Linked DNA regions of Gossypium hirsutum: regions 1 and 3 are each linked to region 2. Evidence: chromatin contacts called from public Hi-C data. All regions are on one chromosome and are shown on one strand. Each heading gives the region's core, a stretch centred on a gene start, on an enhancer-like site or on the middle of the called end of the contact. The rest is flanking DNA. Distances are from core to core; before and after follow the strand shown. Region 1 holds the start of LOC107887294. Region 2 holds the start of LOC107887281 (HIPL1 protein). Region 3 holds the start of LOC107887293 (TORTIFOLIA1-like protein 3).

What was found. Hi-C and Micro-C count contacts between places; a contact is called where the count stands out from the background.
Region 1: a Hi-C map of leaf shows a contact between it and region 2, with 1.7 times the contacts expected there. The contact joins the promoter of LOC107887294 here to the promoter of LOC107887281 in region 2. A contact is called at or near these places in 2 of 34 Hi-C or Micro-C datasets (both in leaf).
Region 3: a contact with region 2 is called in a Hi-C map of leaf, with 2.0 times the contacts expected there. The contact joins the promoter of LOC107887293 here to the promoter of LOC107887281 in region 2. A contact is called at or near these places in 3 of 34 Hi-C or Micro-C datasets (all in leaf).

What each region holds. Positions count from the first base shown.
Region 1 is chrA03:24,384,818-24,387,517 of Gossypium_hirsutum_v2.1, reverse strand. It overlaps LOC107887294, which reads right to left and starts at 1,362. Exons shown (of 4, transcript XM_016811484.2): 1 at 1,117-1,362; 2 at 757-933. The coding sequence starts at 1,131.
Region 2 is chrA03:24,040,616-24,043,315 of Gossypium_hirsutum_v2.1, reverse strand. LOC107887281 (HIPL1 protein) reads left to right here and starts at 1,343. Exons shown (of 7, transcript XM_016811472.2): 1 at 1,343-1,863; 2 at 1,941-2,098; 3 at 2,177-2,700. The coding sequence starts at 1,776.
Region 3 is chrA03:24,418,573-24,421,272 of Gossypium_hirsutum_v2.1, reverse strand. LOC107887293 (TORTIFOLIA1-like protein 3) reads left to right here and starts at 1,307. Exons shown (of 5, transcript XM_016811483.2): 1 at 1,307-2,194; 2 at 2,309-2,417; 3 at 2,695-2,700. The coding sequence starts at 1,412.

The DNA of each region.
Region 1 (2,700 bases), core at 113-2,612, 340 kb before region 2:
AATTTCAAACATAAGGAAAAAATTCACAAACATTTGAGCTTATCCATGTCAGGTGGGTACCACAGTCATAGCTGAGTTGGAGTGATGGAGCACAACATATGATACAAAACAATTTCTAATCCAAGATAAGAAACACAAAATCATGATTTGCTGCTTGAACCTACTCGATCAATTAGGCCATATACATTCAACTTTAGCAAGTTCACCATTACAAGTTGTTGGACAATTCTTATACACATAAACCAATGAATTTGCATGATCGAATACATTTTCTCTCACCACAATTCATAAAAGCCTCTGGGGTTTAAGAGAAAACTAAATGGGTTTAAGAGAAAACTAACCCAATGCAGGCAAAGCAAATACAACTATAAACAAAATACAAACGCATACCAAAAATTGTAATTCCAATTGACAAACTTGCATTCCTTCAAGCACGCTACACCTGTGATAAATGTTTGAAATGTCTATATTATTGAAAGCAATCTGTTGAGGGAATGTTGGAATCTTAGTTCTAGTGACCAAGAATGAAACCTTAGTAGACAGCTTTTATTTCAAAAAAAGGCTTATTAGAGTTCAATAAAACTATATCAGAAAAATGAGATCAAACATCAAAAACATTTATCACCAAACAAAACACACAATGAGACGAAACCCACATTACGATGCAAAAGGCAGTGAGCAAAGAAATTATAACACCCAAGCTGAAACATCGTCAAACAACAAAAACAAAAACAATCTTAAAAAACCAATAGTTACCTTAGCATCCAACATTTGTTTCAACCTAAGCAACATACGCAACGCCTCATCTTTAGCAGCGAACAGCTCTTGCTGATATCTTAGAGCCTTTCTCTCCGACACCATTATCCTCACCGCCGCCTCTTTAGCCGTGTTCAGAATGATTTCGGCATACGCCTTTTTCAAAGCCGTCAATTTCTGTTAAAAGAAAAAAAAAAGAAAACATCAAAGAAAACCCACATCGAAAATACTCCTGTTGAACCAATTAAAAATCAAAACCCAAGTCCTTCTAACAAAAAAGAAGAAGAAGCAGCTTCAAAATTCATACCCAAAGAACAAAAAGTAGATTAGATTAAGTGTAAAAGAATAGAGAAACTTTACTTGAGAATCCGCCATTGTAGCCACTAATGCATCGAATTGATTAAGTTCCTTTCAGACCAAGTTGCGAACAACAACAACAGTATGCAAACGGAGGTTTTGTTTTCCTTCCCTAGCAGCAGCTGTCTGTTACGAACTGAAAGACCCCTTATTTCCAAATACCAAGCTTACCCTCCACTCTCCCTTTTATTTACCAACGAAGCGACTTCAGCTGACTTAAGCGGCGGTTTTTTCTTATTCTTTTTTAAGTTATAACATGTTTCCGGTTCTATTCTATTTCTTCCTTCCGCGCCAGCGAAGTGGGGTCCACTAAGGAACTTGATGGACACGTGGCTTTCGATGCGTGAAGTGGTTTTACGTTTGGGCGGTAGCTTGATGGAGGGCCTAGCGTGAGGTAATGGGTAGATAAGTGAGGCTCTGGAAGTTGGGTGAAAGTAAAAGCAGTTGGCAACGGCAAAGGCCACATTGGAGTTTTGAGTTGAGACTTGGGACTTGAGAGCGGTTAATTTAAGCTTAAGCTTGTCAACCTCCGCATAATCTTTTTATTTGTTGGGTAACCTATAAAATTATAAAAATTTCAATTTTATTATTCTTGTTTTAAATTGTTTATATTTTAGTCACTCTAAATGATTAACGAGAGTGATAATGTGACTTTTTTAACTGGTATAATAAGTCTTCAATACTTATATGTTCTATTAATTTAATCCTTAAACATATATAATTAAATTATTGTTTATTATAAAATAGTAAAAAAATATAATATTATTTATATTATTTCGTATCAGCATGTACTTGTATATTATATTTACACCCGAATCTAAATAACATGATACTAAACAATATTATTAGATTAATAACTTGTGCCTTCAGTAATAAAAAAACGAGAGATGAAGAAACAAAAACAACATTTAGTGATAAAAAACACAAATAATCACGCAATGACTGACAACAGATTCTACTAAAAACTAGACTGCAATTGTTTTAAAATTTAACCTACAAAAATTTGGACTTCAATTAAATCATTTGCTTTTAAGAGATTAATGTTGTTAAGCTGGTAATGAAGCTTGCTAAGGCACGTGATTTTGAGGAGATTAAGGTTAATGGTTCGGTAATTCTTGATGTCTAGAAAGTTAAATTCCCGTATTGGTAGCAAAGAAGTTTGCAGAAGCTTTCATCATTCTCAGTCTCGTGCCCATAAATTTCATATTCACTAACATAGCTTAAAAAAATTTGAATTCATAATATATATAAAAATAATAGTATATGTTTCCTTAAATAATATTATATTTTGTACTTTTCATAACATAAAATAATCATTTAATTATAATTATATTTAATTATATGTGTTTAATGAACAAATTAATAGAATTTGTAAATATAGAGAGTTAACTTTATTAAATTATTTAGAATTAAGATTAAATTGATACTATGTATAAGTAATGAGGACTAAATATGTTATTATATTAGTTAAAAAATGTCATATCATCAACTCCATTCACTATTTAATGAAGAGTGACCAAAACAAAAACAATCTAAAATATTAGTGACGAAATTGAGAAGAAGTTGTATAATTTAGTGACTGAAACT
Region 2 (2,700 bases), core at 94-2,593:
GGCTAGATTTTTTAATAGATATAATATTTAGGTGTAAAATGAGCAATGAAAGAATAGTTTAAGTACAACGTTTGATCCAAAGAAAATTCAATTACCAACTTGGAGAAAACGATATAGCTGTAGGTTAAGTACCAAAATCAAAAAATATATATATCAATTTATAGATTAAACCTAAAAAAAATTATTCTATTGACATAAAATTTTGAATTAATTTATTATATGCAATAAATTTGAATTAAATATATTTTTCAAATATCTAAATTCAGACATTTTACATTTAGTAAATACAGTTTATTTATATTTTTTTGCATTTTGCAAATAAATGAATGTCCCTTCATATCCGAAGTGTTTATTCGTAAAAGTAAAACAACTACAAGCTATAAATGAAAAAAAAATTGAATTGCTAACGAAATTATTTTATATTTAAAATAATAAATATAACTTAAAATATTAATATAAAAATATTTTCTAAACAATTATTGATTAATTTTTATTTACTTAAAAATTATTTTTTAGAAATATTTATTAAAAAAATTCAAACAAGAAAATCATTCTGTCAACAAAAATCCAATAATAAAAAACTTTGAAACATTACTAAATAATCTCCAAAGTTAAAAAAAATAAAATTCATTCTGTCAAAAAAATTCTAATAATAAAAAAAAATCTTTGAAACATCACTGAATAATACCAAAGGTTAAAAAAACATTCTGTCAAAAAAAAATCCAATAATAAAAAATTAAAAATCGAAAATCAAATCGGACTGTGATGGATATTCGAAAAATTCAAATTTAGCTATAATTTGGATATTCAAAGGATGAAACCCAACGTCTCCCTTTTTTTTATAGGCATAATGATAAATTTACTCTTTAATATTTATATATTTTTATTAATTTAGTCAATTTTTAAATTAAATTTAATTATTAAATTTTTAAAAAAAATTAAAATAATTTTTAATAGAAATGTCGATTAATCGTGCTAACAAATAATTTAAAATTAATAAAAATTTAAAATTCAAAAAAATTATAAAAAGTAAATAAAAAATCTACCTTGATTGTTATGTTTAAAATTATAACATTTTCATCTGTATTTCGATATTTTTAAAAGATATTAGTTAAATTCTGACTATTTTTTTGAAAAGTTGAAGTAAAATTTAATTAAAAAAATATAAATCATTATGCGTATTTTAATAGTTAAATGCGAAAGTGAAATGGTTGTCGTCATATCTTTGTCCGTTTCTTATAGTTTTGATGTCATTCCTTCCGTGTATTTTGTCATTTTTTAAGTGTTTAGATCCTTTTCCCAATAGTGGATAATAATGAATAAAAAACAGTCAAGTTGTTCATCTTGTATGCGGTAAAGGGAAAAAAAAAACAAACTATTTTTACATTTAGAGTCTCACCCACTGTCTTTAGTCTGCAGCTAGAAGGAAGTTATGGAAAAGTCAACTAATGCATACCGACCAATTGATGTCCTTTATGATCCGATTGAAAGCTACCCCATAATCAATTCATGATATTCAACTCTTTTTATGTTTGAATCACAAAAATGTCAAAAGCTAGTTTTGCCTTCACAAGTACAGTAAAGTCGAATCCAGCTTCCTTCTCGAAAAGGGTAGTTTTATAATTAATTAGAAATGGATTTTCATTGATGGGTAGTGGGAAGAATGTTGAGAAGCTGGAAAGGAAGAAAACCCTTTATTGTATATGAAGTTTAAGAACATGTTTTGTAGCTGAAGTCAACTTTGTAGCCCTTTGTTTCTCTACCAATTTGGTGCAATGAAAGGTGTTTTTGTTCTTAATCTTATGTTCAGCTTCTTGTTGCTTCTTTATCCTTCTACTTCTTTTCCTTTGTGTACAAATTCAGGTAAGTTCTGAATCTAAAAAGTTTGAATTTATTTCTTTTTTAGGTTTCTAATTTTTCTTTCTGGGTTTTGTTTGCAGAGGCACCTTTCACCTTGAAGACTGCTTTGAAATTTTGTTCCTACAATGGAAGTAGCTGCTGCAATTCCACTGTTGATTCACAATTACAGAAGCAATTTCAAGATATGAATATCTCGGATCCAAGCTGTGCTTCAGTTCTTCAATCAGTCCTCTGTGCTGTAAGACTTTCATTTCTTCACTGGTTTAAATGCTTGATTCATTGGTTTATATCCTTTTTTATTATTATGATTTTGCAGAGATGCGATCCATTTTCAGCGCAGTTGTTCGCAATTGATACCGAGACTCGTACGGTGCCTCTCCTTTGCAACTCTACTGTTTCAACAAATTCATCTCAGTCTAACCAAGCAACAAATGATTTCTGCTCTAATGTATGGGATACATGTCAAAATGTATCTATGTTGAATTCCCCGTTTGCACCTTCCTTGCAAGGGCAAGCCGGAGCACCTGCCAATTCGAATTTCACCAAATTGATTGATCTTTGGCAGTCCAAAACTGATTTCTGTAATGCCTTTGGTGGAGCATCTACTGATGAATCAGTTTGCTATGATGGTGAACCTGTTAGATTAAATGAGACGCGAACTCCTAGTGCTCCAAATGGTTTGTGCCTTGAGAAAATTGGTAATGGAAGTTACTTGGATATGGCTGCTCACCCCGATGGATCGAACCGTGCATTCTTCTCCAATCAACAAGGAAAGATTTGGTTGGCGACTATTCCGAAAGTTGGATCAGGAGGAACGTTGGAGCTTGATGAGTCCAATCC
Region 3 (2,700 bases), core at 58-2,557, 380 kb before region 2:
TCAACCTCCAAAAACTTTTGAAGAAAATTAACAACTATAGTTCCTTACCCTAAGTATGTGATATTTTAATGAAATATTATTGGATATTTGCAGATTTATAAAGTTATCTCCTCATGCTGATTCCAACTGCAAGCCTTAAATGACAATAAGTTAAAATAATTAATTAATTAATTAATAGCGACAGTACTCTGTTTGAAAAAATAAATTAAATCCTAAGCAAGAATTGCCATTTGCCAGATCTGCTTATTCCCTTATCATTGTTGACAACCCTATTCCCACCTTGAGTAGAGTACAAACATAATAAGAGTTAATTACACAAACATCCCTAAACTATGACCCTCATTCTAAATTAGTCCCTAAACTCTAAGTTATTTTAATTATATTCCCAAACTATTGAGGGTATAGTAATTTGATCCTTATATTATTAAAATTGTTAATTTAACTGTTAAATGACACATTAAATTTTAAATGGCATAATTTAAAATGAAAATTTTAGGAAAAAAACTAATATTATAAAAATAGATGTTTTAAAAAAAATGTATAGTTTTGAGGTTTTCAAAGCTTTTAAAGAAGTTTTATCATTAACTTTTTTGTTCAATTTTACTTTATTTTTAGCTGTTTTTCTTTTTAAAAGTTTTCATTTTAAATTTAGTTACGTAATATTTGACGTATCATTTAACTTTTAAATTAATAAATTTAATAAAAGGACTTGATTGACACAACATTGATAACTTGAGCTATAATTAGAATGTTTTGAAGTTTTGGGACCAATTTAAAATGAGGACAGTCATTTGGGGATGTCTGGTGAAATTAACTCATATAAAAATAATAATTATAATAATAATAAAAGCTACCAGACAGCTGCCATGACCTGCTTAAAACGCCACCGTTTCACCTGCTTCTTTTATTAGGTAAATTTTTGTCAACGGTCCCTCTACTATGTATTTCTAGAAGATTCAGTTCCTCTTATTTCTAATCTCAATTATAAAATCAAATGTTTTTGTGTCTTTATTTATTTTTTAACGTATGGCATACACACTTTGATTTTATTTTATAGTTAAATAATCTCTTTTTCATAAAGTGCAAAAAGTTGGTCCAGTTATATTAAGAAATGTCAATGTATATAAATGATCATGTGAAATTATTTGATACAATTAATGGAAAATTTTGGTCATAGGATTTAAAATAACATTTCGAACAAATTATAGTATAGGACTAAATATACCAAAAATACATAGTACAAGGACTTTTTGTCAGAATTTGACCCTTTTCTTACTTTCTTTTAACGACTCTCCTTCTTCACCTTAAATTATAAAGGCCTGAATGGATCTTGGAGATTTCCCACCACTGGGGAGCCGCCCAATGATACCGTCGGCTGCTCCGCCGTTGCCATAAAATTAGTAAAAGAGTAATGGCGCAACCTTTTAAACTAAAAGTTAACACCCTCCTAAACAAGCTCGGCGATCGAGACACCTTCTCTCTCGCAGCTGCTGAGCTCGACTCCATTGCTAGAAACCTTGATGCCACATCACTTCCGACTTTCATTTCCTGTATTCTTGCGGTCGATTCCTCCGATAAAAGCGGAGTGCGAAAGCAATGCGTGAAGCTCATTTCTGTTTTGGCTGTTAGTTATCCGAATTCTTTCCCTCATTTCCTCCCTAAAATCCTCTCTAGCCTCCTCCGTCGCCTGCGGGACCCCAATTCCGTTGTCCGTTCCGCCTGCGTCGACGCCGTCTCAGCTCTCTCCGTTAACCTCACCAAGTGCAACTTCTCATCTTCGTTTTTGAAGCCTTTGAGCGATGCGCTTTTCACAGAGCAAGAACCGAACGCGCAGATCGGGGCGGCATTGTGTTTGGCGGCGGCGATCGATGGATCACCGGATCCAGATCCAGTTAGGCTGGGGAAGATGTTAACGAAGCTGGAGAAACTCGTGAAAGTTGAAGGTTATAAGGCTAAGGCGGCAGTTTTGGTGGTTATCGGGAGTGTGATCGGATCGGGTGGGGCGTCAAATTTGGGTGATGAGATGATGAAAGCATTGGTGGGGTGCTTGATTGGGGTCTTGAGTAGTCATGATTGGGCAGCGAGAAAGGGAGCGGCAGAGGCGCTTGGGAGGTTAGCGGTGGTTGAGAGAGATTCATTGGCTGAGCTCAAAGCTGGTTGCATGAAAGTCTTCGAGGCTAGAAGATTTGATAAGGTTTTTAACTTAATTTTTATTCAAATTCTGGTGAGATCATTTGTATTTTGGTTTATATTATTATTTTTAATTGCTTCTTTTCTTTTTTGCCATATTTGGATGTGGATCTTATAGGTAAAGGCCGCCAGGGAGGTTATGAGTCAGATGTTGGAGGCGTGGAAGCAGGTTCCGGATGTTTCAGAAGAGGCGTCTCCACCGCCTCGATCACAGGCTTCTTCGAGAGGTATATGGTGATCTGCTTCTGCTTGATGGAAGTTGGATTTCTTGGCTAATCTGTACTAGTTTATCCGGTAGATTTTCTTTTATCCGAATTAGAAATGTCGCATAGGATCAATGCATCTTTGTTGTGAGCTGGTTATTTGGTCATTGCTTATTTTTTAAGTCTTTGCCGAGATTGATATGATCCGTATTGTGTAATACTTTTAACACTTGTGGCGGCATGAATCTGATATGTACACACTTATTTTTACTTACTGGATTTGGTTCTGTTTTAATAACAGAGAATG